2 separate regions of the Sus scrofa genome follow, and region 1 is linked to region 2. The links are chromatin contacts, called in public targeted proximity ligation maps. All regions are on one chromosome and are shown on one strand. The core of a region is the stretch at or near the end of the contact, and the rest is flanking DNA. Distances in the headings are between cores, read along the strand shown.

Region 1 (6,147 bases), core at 2,229-4,728, 190 kb before region 2:
GAATAAGAAGGTGGGGGAAAGTGGCAATAAGGGGAAAGACTAATATTTGGGGTTTCAATGCATTACCCTTAATTTAAAATCAGTTATATTTAGGAAAAACTTAAATTATGGGAAGCAGTTGTGAAGGGGCAGGAACAGGGTTGGGGAGGAAGCAGAGGTATCTCCCTGGTGGTGTGCATCTGGTGGTGGGTATGGGGCACGTGGCCAGGGGCCTGTGTGGGGGCATAAGGGACAGGCCTGATGGGACTAGGTGGTGAATCACTGGCACTGCGCAGCCAGCACACCCACCTCCTGCCACCAGCAAGCAGTGGGGACACTAAAAGAGTTGTTAGATCGAATGCTGTTTCAGAAATGTAACTGCTGGGACAGGGAGGAGGTTGGCTTGAACAGAGAATTCAGTCTCCTTGGACCTGGGGTGAACTCCCCGCCCGAATCAATGGCCAACAGGGGAGCTGCCAGGTGCTGTTCACAGGCCGAATTCTGCTGGCTATGTTTTGTTTGTTTACTTCATGTTAAATTTTAAAAAATATGAGCTCCAAATATTAAAATTTGCGAGATTTTATATGATTCAAATTTCCCATTGTCTTGAGAAGCCTGAAGCTGTGGAGTCACTGGGCCAACACCTGTGGCGAGGCACCAGCTTGTCAGGCCCTCCAGTGGCCCCTGCCCGCCCCCCAGCCCTCACACAAGTGCTGTCCCCCTGGCCTCATTCAGCATGCCAGCCTGCATTAGGGCCACATTTTAGGGCAGAGACAGAGCACATGGTCTTGGGGGATGGATGTGGGACAGGGAGTGTCCCTACTGGCCTGAGATTTCTAAAGAGGTGAGCGGAGTGGAGAATAAAGGGCAGCCTCAGGAATGGGCAGCCCAGCTGTGGGTCTCATTTCAGAGAACAGAGAAGCTGGGGAATCCAAAGGTAAGGATAGAACTGACCCACACAGGACTCGTGGGGCTCGGGCTCACTGTGGGTCACACAGAGCACAGGTGAGGAGGGCTGGGGTCCTGCCCTGCTCTGCCAACACCAAACTCTGCACTGACCGTCTCTCTCCAGACTGGGGGTCACTCTCTGGAGGCCTTGCCAGTTATCTTGGTCTAAGTCAGGTGAGATGACTCTATTTCTACATGGAAGGTGCTCTGGCCCTGGCAACTGGGCAGCAGCATGTGGACAAGCACAGCAGGACAACTGGCACTGTCCTCAATAAGCTCTGAAAAACAGAATTTAGCTGCAGCCAAGCCACATGGAGATTAGAACTGACATTTCAAGTGGTGTGAGGGGTCAGCACACGTGAAATTGAGCTTCCTTGCTGGGAAGCAGGTTGGGCACATCTGTTCACTCTCTGGCTGCAGGACACCAAAGATGCTCAGTAACACCCACCCTCCACTACCTGCGACCGGGAGGCTCGGGCTCTGATGTTCCACACACACTGAGCACTGGCGCACGTGAGCAGGTCACTGTGTTTTCAGAAGTAGTCAACTTAGATAAATGCTAAGACAGCACAAGGAAAAGGTCTTCCAAGGAGGAGGGGATACTAGTGGTTAGAATGAGAGCCTCAGTAGTGCATTCGCTACATAAGACAGTCTGCCATTCAGATCTCTTGGAATAATAGTCTGGCAAGTGAATGCTACTTATTTAAAAGCAATGTTCCATTCATGCCTAAAACACTGACTTTCACCTAAATAAAATCCCTTCCCCTACCTTCATGATTTTTAGCAAGTGGTGCCTGCTGGCACTGGCCAGGGAGGGGCTGCTTGAATTCTGCTGCTGGTGGACATGGGCCTGGCTGCTGGGAGCTTCAGCTTTCCAACCTGTACAATCCAGATAACTTCACTTTGCTTCACACCCAGCTAAGTGCCCACACCCATATGTGCTCAGAACCCTGGTTTCCTGCACCCACCAGGCAAATTCACATTGTTACCAATGCAGTTTATCAACAAGAAGGTGGTTTTCTCCTATCACGCTTCAGCCCACCCCTTATATCATGAGTGTGCTCCTCAGTAAAAGGGTTGATCTGCAGGAAGGGGCTCAGTGAAACCAGCCTATGGTCAGCCTGGTGGTGCTGTCCCCAATATCCAGCTCCTGAAGTTCTGTTGTAAGTGAAGCTCCTCTCTATGTAAAGCAATCAAGGCTTATTAGCAAACCCAGTGTCCTCTACCTGCCCAGCCACAGGGCACCCCATCCTGGCCACCAGAGCCTGACTACGGCACTTGGACTCCATGAATTTCTGAGACATGAGGGTGAGGCTGGGAGAACTGACTGAAACTGGTGCCAAATGAAACTACACAGCACATGCCAGCAACATAAAATAAGAGAGATAAGAGGTTCCCAGTTCAATCCCAGGCATATCATGATAGAAGGATAAAGTCCATCATGGAGTTAATATTTGTCTTTAAGAATGTTTCTTTCCTTCTCGTAACAGCCAAATGTCCCATCATTAAAGATCACTTTAAAAATTCTAGAAATGCGTGCATTGTTAATCTGTGAAAGCAATGGAACAAAGTACAAGGAATAAGGAAAACAAATGTTGATTCATAGATGGGGTTTTAGTAAGACTATAATTTAATTCCCCTTTGAAGTTTTAAATGCCCCTCCCCAACTTTTCAAAAGTATTTATTTTTCCCTCCTTTCATTCTGTGACTCAGTAAGATAGATACATAAGAACATAGAAGCAGTGTATGTGTGTGTGTGTATCTGTGTGTGTGTGTGTGTGTGTGTGTGTGTGTGTCTATGCTTGTGTTCCGAGAGAGAAGCAGATGAAGTGACATGTGGGATGTTTACACGAGTCAGGGAAGTAGTTCTGAGCAGTCCACCAAGAATTCCCGGAATCAGAATCAGGCTCCGCTGTTTTATTCTAGGTCAGTGTCAACTGAAACAGCCTCTGAAAATCAACAAGGATCTTTCTCTTCACATTATAATCCCTACTAAGCCTCAATTTAAGGACGAGAAACAGAAGAAATTAGAGGATGAAGTGAGAAAAAAAGCAAGAGAGAGAGAGAAAGGGGAAGGAAGCTGAGAGGGGAGTTTGGACCAGACCCGGGGCGGGGGAGTTGGGGGGAGTGCAGAGGAAGAGAGCCGAGGGGGCAGGGCCTTCCCAGCTCCAGCCCGCACGCAGACGGGAAACCAGATACAGCAGGACACTGTGTCCTCCTGAAAAACAACCAGACTGCACTCCTAAAGTAAACAGTTAATCCCGCTGTTTATCTTCTTAACATGAGATGTTAGCAGGATGATCCCTACTGCACAGAAATGTGGTCTCTACTCATTTAAAAATCCTATTTCTCTTTGCTAAAATAAAAGTGTGACATGAAAACTTTCTAGTATCAGTGAACAGGAAGGAATAATAATCTTTCTTTGCTGAAAGTGACTTAACTAAAGGATGGCAAAAAGCCTGAGAAAGGCCTTTTCCACACTCATACTTCCTCTTCATTATTGGAAAATACTGTATTGCTGAAATCAACCAAACAAAAAACACTGCTGCCAGCTTGGTCTTTAAGGAGGACACGAATAATGCTGACATAATTGTGGTGTCCTGGGCTTGGACTGTGGTCTCAGTTCCTAGAGATAAGACTGTGACCGGACCAAGACAAGTCAGAAGAGGACATTTTACACATTCATACAAGTTTGCCTCCAGAACGAATTTTCAAAGGTACAGTTACTCTCACATATTTTTGTTAGTTGAAATTTCTACTGAAGGAAGCAGCTGTGAGAGTCACCAGAGACCCTTATATAAGTACTTGGCCCCTTCTCCCAGTATCCTGGGCATCAGTAAGACTTCGCGCCAGACCCCTCATGGCTATGATCCACCCACCCAGGCCAGGGCTCACTCACTTGACTGGTCTCTCACCTGTGTGTGTTTGGAGCTGTGAAGTTTCATCACTTGTGGAGGACCCTGTGCCCACCAGCACAAGGACCCTTGTGACACCTTTTACCACCTACCTCCCTACCATCCACCCATAACATCTAATTTGTCCTCCATTTCTGAAATACGGCCACTTCAAAATGTTATAAAAATGGAATCAAGTAGTATATGATCTCTGGGATTAATTTTTTTCCCTTAGCATAGTTCCCTGGTGATAATCCAAGTTATTATGCCTTTTATTTTTATAACAGCTTTGTTGAGGCCTAATTTACATACTATAGAAATTCATCCCTTTTATTGTGGCAAAATAACCATAACATAAAATTTATAATTTCACCATCTTCATGTGTACAATTCAGTGGCATCAAGTACATGCACATGTTCTGCAACCAGCAGCACTAACTAGTCCTAGTCCCAGAATATTTCCCCAAAAGGAAATCCCAACCTGTTAAGCAGCCTTCCTTTTGTCTCCTCTCCCAAATACTTGGCAACATACTGATCTGGCTCTATGGATTTGCCTGTTCTAAATATGTCACATAAGTGGAATCATGCAAAATATGGCCTTTTGTGACTGGCTCCTTTCACTAAGCATAACATTTTCAAGGTGCGCCCATGTTAAGGCAGGTGCCAGTCCTGACTTTCTGTAGTTGGCTGAAGAATATTCTATTGTATAGATATACCACACCCTGTTTCTGCATCCATCAGCTGATGAACATTTGGGATGTTCCTACTTTTTTGAAGTGATATTATTATTATATTACTACATATAATAACTATAATAGTATTATGAATGATACTGCTATGAACGTTAGTATAGCAGTTATGTAGATATGTTTTCAATTCTCTTGGGTTTATACTTGGGAGTAGAATTGCTGGATCATGTGGTAACACTATATTTAGCTTTTTGAGAAACTGCCAGATTATTTTTCCAAAGTGGCTGCACTATTTTACAAGCCAGTCTGAGGGTTCCGATTTCTCCACACCTTTGTCAACACTTATTAATGTCAGTCTTTTTTATTACAGTCATCCTGGTGAGTGAGAAGTGATATCTCTTTGTAGTTTTGATCTGCATTTCTCTGGTGGCTACTGACATCGATTATCATGCACTTCTTGGCCACCTATATATCTTTGGAGAAGTGTCTATTCAAATCCTCTGACCATTTTTTATTTGGGTTATCTTTTTATATTGAGTTGTATTCGTTTTTACATATTCTAGATAAAAGTCCCCTATCAGATAATGGGGTTTGCAAAAAGTTTCTCCCAATCTCTGGGCTGTCTTTACTTTCCTTATGATGTCCTTTGAAGCACAGAAGTTTTTATTTTGATGAGACCCTATTTATGGTGTTTTGTTTTTGATTTTTGCTTTTTCAGGACCATACCTGTGGCATATGGAAGCTCCCAGACTAGGGGTCGAATCAGAGCCACAGCTGCCAGCCTACACCACAGCCACGCAATGCCAGATCCAAGCCTCATCTGCAACCTATGCCACAGCTCATGGCAAAGCCAGATCCTTAACCCACTGAGTGAGGCCAGGGATCAAATCTGCATCCTCATGGATAACAGTTGAGTTTGTAACATGCTGAGCAACAACAGCAACTCCTGTATTTTTCTTTTGTCATGTATGCTTTTGGTGTCATATGTAAGAAATCACTGCCTAATATATTCCTATGTTTACTTCTGATAGTCGCATAGTTTTAGTTCTTCATTTAGGTCTATGATCCATCTTGAATTAATTCTTGTGCATTCATTGTGAGGCAGGGGCCAACATAATTCTTTTGCAATATGGATATCCAGTTATCTCAGTGTTATTTGTTGGAATTACTATTCTTTCCCAGTTGAACTCTCTGTCTCCCTTGTCAAAAATCAGTTGACCATACATGTAAGGCATTATACATTTTAAAAGAACATATACATCATCCCAGTGATATTTTAAAAAATATGAATTTTATGAGGATAGGTCTTTTTTTGTGTGTGTCCTCACGAACTCACCATTTAATAGAGGAGATAAAGCACATATTTAAATAAGCAAAGTACCACACAGAAATTCTACGAGTCATAAATAAAATACCATGGAATTTCTGAGAAGAGAACATTACCTTCAGTCTGGACCCCAGGGAAATTTCTGCTGACTGGGGTTATATGAGACAGACCTTTAGAGGGAGGGAGCATGTCGTCTTGTAAGAAGAGGGAATATAGGCATAGGAATGGTGGAGAGGTGGGACAACGTCAGCCAGTGAGCAGTGGGGGCAGCAGAAGGTAAAAGCTAAAAAGAGCAGCTAAAGGAGAATCC
Region 2 (6,766 bases), core at 1,806-4,305:
AAGCTGCAGTGCAGGTCACAAACATGGCTTGGATTTGGCATTGATGTGGATTGGCTGTGGCTGTAGTTGCAGCTCCGATTTGACCCCTAGTCCAAGAACTTCCATATGCTGCAGGTGCAGCCCTAAAAAGAGAAAAAAAAAAAAGGAATGGTGTGAGTTTTGTTTTGATAGGTAAAGAACTTTCCCTGTCTTTTGCAAACATAAATAAAAAGCAAACAGTTTGTCATTCAAGGCCTTCATGATCTTGATTCCCTACCCTTTTATTGCTCTTCTGTAAAAAAGCCTAACTCAGCTACACCAAAATTTCTGAATTTTCCCCAGAATGCTGTTTTTCTTTTTTTTCTTTCTTTTTTAAATAACTATCTTACCTAGAATGCCCTTCCTCCTTCTTTTCTACCTGGCAAACTCCTTCAATGCTAAAGACTTTGTTTAAAGCATCAATCATCTGTGAAGCCCTTCTCCCTACTCCCAACCTTCTATGAGTGAATTTCATAGTAAGCACCCACATATTCACCTTCTAGAGTCTACCATTAGTATTTCCCATGTTTGCCTTACGTATGTCTACTATACAGTTCTTCCGAACGCACAAAGAAAGAACTGTATAGTAGTTTGCTGTTTGCCTCCACTACTTAGTGTACCCATTCCTATTCCTGAATTTCTATGCACTATTTGTATACATGTCTGTCTGTACTTGAGACTATCAACTTGAAAGCCTAATCTGGTTTTTGTATACATGGCTCCAAGAGTATAGATGACATAGAAAAATTCCCCGTAAGACAGAATATGAAATAAATAAATTCTAATCACATAACTCAGTGAAAACTTCTCTTTATCTGATCTCTAAATTACAGTAACAGAAAAAAATTTTTTTCCACAATATACCTTTCCCATATATGTTGGGAGCCCTAGGTGCAATTGTTCCATCTAAAGAGCAACAAAGGGGACATAAACTTTGTATCACTTCTGCAGTTGACAGAGAAGGAAACTAAAGAGATTCCTTATGCTTTGGGAGGAGAGCAAACATTTCTTTCTGTATTAGATCACACACACACACACACACACACCCTCCAGGTGACCACAACAAAATTTATAGATACTACTCATGTGATAGGTTAACCACTTCTGTTCGACCCCATTGTTGCAGCTAGGAAACCACCTCTTCAGGAGATAATCATGAAATCAGTTCCTATGCAGAGATGAGATTAACAGAATACAACAGACCTTAAGTGTAGAGAACAGGAGAGAATGGAAGATAAATGAATGGAGATTACTTTCTATTCTATTAAAAGAAACGATTTTCATATAATGGTGGGGGGGTAGAGGTGGTGTACATAACATATCTTAAAAAATAAAAACAGACAAACCAGAAGAGTCACTGTTAAAAATGAGTGAATTTAATATGACTATAGGAAAAAAGCCTTGAACAACAGAATCCTTTTCAGACTATGGTGAAAGTATTTTCTTTCCACATGTATTTTGTTCCCCAGATGATTAGACTCTTAAATATACCCTAGAAAAGAAGTTCTTTCTACAAAGCATCCCCTTCATAACTGCCTATCATGACACAGCAACCAAGAAACACAGAGCTTGCACTGGGGATAGTCAACTGGTGACTTCCTGCTAGACTTTCTCAACTCATAAGATGATGAAATTGCTTGGTGTTGCAATGCAGTTATGGCTTTGGGTGAAAACACAGGGCATTCAAGACAGAAGTGGCCAAAGACAATGGTGCCCAGTAGGAAGTTGTTCCTACAAAGGAAATTGCAGTTTCTAAGATGAAGAGGAAGTCAAGAGGGAGAATTAAGTGTCTTAAGAACTTGAGATAATACTGAAGAAACTATTTGTGGTCTCAAATATAGTTAAAACCTTATGTAGTGTATTCAGGTTATCATTTGAAACTGTGAATGCAGCTTAGGGTACAGCTTGCCCACAGAAGTCAAATCATGTCTTCATTAAGTGTCTGTTAGCAGCTGCTGTTCTCCTTCTCTATTCTTTGCAGAAAGCTTTTCTAGAAAAATGTCTGATGATAATATTGAGTAAAAGGGACATAGGAAGACCATTCTCACTCATCTGCTCCTACACAGTAAAAATCTTAGTTACATTCCTCTTCATTTTATGAGGCCCTGTACTGCCCTCTTCATATACAAACCCTTCCACAATGAGCTTTTAGTTTCTGTAATAAATGGTAAATTCTAGGGTTTGCATATTTCCATTTGCCCATAATATGTATCCTAGTCACAACGAATACATTACTAGTCGGTTCCTTAGCATTAAATGAATTAACCCAAACTATCATTTTTAGTTCAACACAACTTTCGTAATAAGGTCTAAGGAACCTCTGGCATAAGTTGTTTCTATCTCCCTCATCTATAGATAATAGAAACTCAAGAGAAACTTCATATCCCACCCACTTATCTCTCTTTTTTATTTTTTATTATGCCCGGAATTTTTTCCTGATGCTTATAAATATTCACAGAGCAGACTTATTCCACTATTAAGCAAGAAACAGCATTGCATATATGATTTTAGTCAACAATAGGCTTTATAAACATTTAAGAGTGGAATTAACAAGAAGGGGACTATTAACAGCTTTTCATAAAAGACCACATGGACTTTCTTTCCTGTGTCTGCAAAGTGGGTGTGACCATGTCAATTTCCTTGCTATTAAGAGTAGTAGCACATGCACCTATGCAAGATTATGTGAGGCACCAAGGATGTGCTTTTTATTCTATTTTCTGAAATCTTGTTTTGGTACTATTTTACTCTAAACAATCTCTAGACACCTTTTTGATGTCTCAACTGCTTCTGACTCTGTTAACAACCACTGAGATCATCCTCCTACCATTTCTAATTTGGCTTTTGAATCACTGTGTTTTCATGACCGCTGGCTTCCTTTCTCACCTTCATTCACTTAACAAACACTGCTGAATACCAAGCACTCTGTTCAATGCTGTTGCACAAACACTGAGACGATGCAGGCTAGCTGTAGACAGGGAATTACGTGTTACAACAGAGTGCATTACATGCTAATGGAAAGAGGAAGGGCTAAGTGCTACAGGGAGTGTAAGGGCAGGAAGCCAGACCCAGGGGTGTGTCCCCAGAGGGAGGGACAGTGAAGATGGCCCTGTGAATATGTTAGAACACCAGCAGCAGAACTTCTTGCCATTTTTAAAACATATTCCCACTGTCTTAAACATGTGAGTATACATAATACATTACCTATACCCTTCGAATGCTGTCCATGAGCTTTATGTTAGTTTTCTATTATGTGTAACAAGTGCCTAAAAACTCAGGGGACTATAGCTGCGCTGGCTTATTAAGTAGTTCTGTAGGCCAAAAGTCTTGTACATTTCAACTGAGTCCTCTGCTCAGGGTATCACAAAGCTGAAATCGAAGTACTGGTTGGGTTTAGTCCTCCCAGTTCTGGAGGCTATGGAGAAAAATCTGATTCTAAGGTCATTCTTGTTGCTAGAATTCCGCTCCTTTTTGCTTTATGACTGAAGTCTCCATTTCCTTGCTGGCTGTCAGCCAGGGTCTACTCTGAGCTCCCCTAGATGCTGCCACATTTCTTGCCCTGTGGCCTCTGCCAACTGTGAGCCAGCAATATTACATAAATCCCTCTCCTGTTTCCAATTCTGACTTCCTCGGTCTCTGACCTCTAGAGCCAGATTTAAAAGGCTCATGGGATCACATCAGGCTCACTGAGAAGCAACTCTTATCTTCAAGCCCATTATGCTATATAACAGAAACTAATCATGGGAGCAATCAGGTGCCATCCTAGTCACAGCCTCAGGGACTATACAAGGTATAGCAGGGAGTGGGGATGTTGGTCATTCTAGAAGTCTACCTACCAAAATTTACAAAGTAAACACAAAAACTAGGTATCAAAATACTTGTCATCAAGGAAGAATTTTATGGCACTGATTAGAAACAGGGTACTTGGGAAGTTCCCTGGCAGCTCAGAGGGTTAGGGATCTGGCCTTGTCGCTGCTGTGGCACAGGTTCACTCTGTGGCCTGGGAAGGAAGGAAGGAAGGAAGGAGAAAAGGAAAGAAAAGAAAAGGAAAGGAAAGGAAAGAAAGAAATAGGATATTTGGGTTTGCTCTAGATACGGATTTTATTTTTCAATTCTAAGATTGCAAAAACCAAAAAAATTACAGACAACTATCAAATCTATGTCTCCTGCTTTTTTATCCTTAATTTACTCTTTACAAATGCCTGAGATATTTATATTTGAAATATCAACTTCACATAATAAAACTGAACTAATAAATAACCTTTTCCTTTAGAGTTACTCCTTTCTGAGATTTCCATTACACCCATAGGCAGCCAGGACTCGAGAGTATCAGCCTCAGCATGGTTATTTTATCTTTTACTCTATGTTCTCTTTGACATCAAGCCAAACTGAAACTAATTCATCATAAATCTTAATACTTTCCCCTCTCTCCATTTTTAAGCAACTTTGTATCTAGAATAGGGTCATGAGAAACAAGGTCTCCAAACCTGATGTCCCCTCCCTGTAATTTTTTCTTCTCCTCTGTCCATGAACAAACTGGCCCCACCCCACACATCTCAGTAAAGTCCCCACCCCCCCTCTCAGCTCACTCAGCAACCCCACGGGGGAACAAGAGCAGCTCTTGTCCCAATCACAGCTATCAGAGCACCTCATCCCAGCACCCAAGGCCAACACTCAGCATTCTCTGGACCCCAAACTCATACTTTGAGCCCCATAATCACCTCTACACCACAGAGTCAGTTTCCTGGACACCTCACCTTCTAGTCCCACCTCTGGCTCTGCACACTCCTCTCAGGCAGACATACCTTGGCTTTGAGGGGTCAGATCCAAAAAGGTTTTTCTGATTACTCTCACCACCATCCGCCTCAAGGTCCTCTGCACCTATACTGCCTGGTATTAGCCTTATCTTGCTCTGGCTCCTATCACTGTTTAACAGGTGCACTCTACAAAGCATACCTCTCCCCCCTATCAAGATGGTTGTCTGTGTGTGTATTTACTCTTCTATATCCCTCAGCATCTTATGCAGCATACACAAGAAATAAAAGAATTACTCCCTCCCCTCCACAATCCAATCTACATTTCCAGTCCTAACTTTTCAGCTGTTTTCATAATCTCTATTTCTCCTTGCCTGGAAGTACAGCGTCTTTAGAATAGAGGTTAATACAGTAGGCCATCGACTCTGGTCTCTACAGGACTGAAATAACAGCATAATTAACAGTCTGGAGTTGCATACAAGTCAATTTATTTATATTTTTTGTCTTTTTGCTATTTCTCGGGCCGCTCCTGCGGTATATGGAGGTTCCCAGGCTAGGGGTCAAATCAGAGCTGTAGCCACCGGCCTATGCCAGAGCCACAGCAACATGGGATCTGAGCCACATCTGCAGCCTACACCCCAGCTCACAGCAACGCCGGATCATTAACCCACTGAGCAAGGGAAGGGACCGAACCCGCAACCTCATGGTTCCTAGTCGGATTCGTTAATCACTGCACCACCACGGGAACTCCAAGTCAATTTATTTAATGTTTAAATTAAATAATATTTAAGACTCTTCAAATAGGAGTAACAGGAAAACAGATTCTAGGAAAATAAACTACTTCTTTTAGATACTAAGGACACATAGCAAAAGAAGTGTTAGAGAGAGTAATAGAACTTGGAAAATGTGCATGAATGTGCAAAACTGCACATACATAAGGGCTGTTTTATTTCATAAGTAAAAGATATGAAACAATTTGAAAGTTCACCCACAGGGGACAGCTAAATGGGTGAGGGTATCACCATGTGCTGGGCCACTGCACCTCAGTGGTAAAAAGGAGACTTCCAAGTCACCACAAAAAGATCTGGGAACATTAAATGTGCACTTTGAGCACACAGCTGTGTGTCAAGTATGCTGTCATTTGTCTAAAAGGGCCAGAGGATAGGAGTTCCAGTTGTGGCTCAATGGTTAAAGAATCTGACTAGGAACCATGAGGTTGCAGGTTCCATCCCTGGCCTTGCTCAGTGGGTTAAGGATCTGGCGTTGCTGTCAGCTGTGGTGGTCATAGAAGAGGCTCCGATCTGGTGTTGCTGTGGCTCTGGTGTAGGCTGGAGGCTACAGCTCCGATTAGACCCCTAGCCTGGGAACCTCCATATGCTGTGGATGTGGCCCTAGAAAAAGACAGAAAAGGGTTAGAGGATAGATCTTCATATACATTTATAGCTCTGGAAGAATTTAATAACAATGTTTGCCCGTGGGGGAAGGAGTCTTTGGGAATGAGGCAGCTTCCATCCTTGCTTATTGTGTGTGGAATGTGTGAGCCTGGTACTTAAAGAGGCCAGGCAGAGCTACTTCTGCAAGTGTGGATATGGAGCAGACTCATCCATGGCTTGTTATAAAGCTCAGTGCCCCAGAAGAAGCTTGATGCCTCGAGAAATAATGCATATACATCTTTACCATTACATTTATGTCTTTCTTCTCTGGAAGAAGAAAAGTTACAGAGGTAACATTCATGGACTTCTTCTTCTGCTATAGGTGCTGCGCTGTACATAGCACAGACACATACAGGAACAGTCACAGACTGTCTGTAAGGGCAAGCAGGTGGAACCTGCATACAAGAGGCTGCCCACCCCTTAATTCTGCCATTTGAGACAACATGGATTGGAGCTTGAGGCCATTATTAATGCTACAGAGAAAGACAAGTATTACATGGTATCACTTACATGCAGAATCTAAACAAGCCAAACTTATAAAGGCAGAGTAAAGTGGGAGTTACC

Evidence for each region.
Region 1: a contact with region 2 is called in a targeted proximity ligation map of alveolar macrophages. A contact is called at or near these places in 2 of 2 datasets of targeted methods (alveolar macrophages and skeletal muscle).

Annotation. Positions count from the first base shown.
Region 1 is chr4:79,935,628-79,941,774 of Sscrofa11.1, forward strand. All of the region lies in intron 10 of SPIDR (DNA repair-scaffolding protein), which reads right to left. Among named protein-coding and RNA genes, the nearest start is that of CEBPD, 66 kb to the left of the region's middle.
Region 2 is chr4:80,127,741-80,134,506 of Sscrofa11.1, forward strand. The region is part of intron 5 of SPIDR (DNA repair-scaffolding protein); the gene reads right to left. Among named protein-coding and RNA genes, the nearest start is that of SPIDR, 60 kb to the right of the region's middle.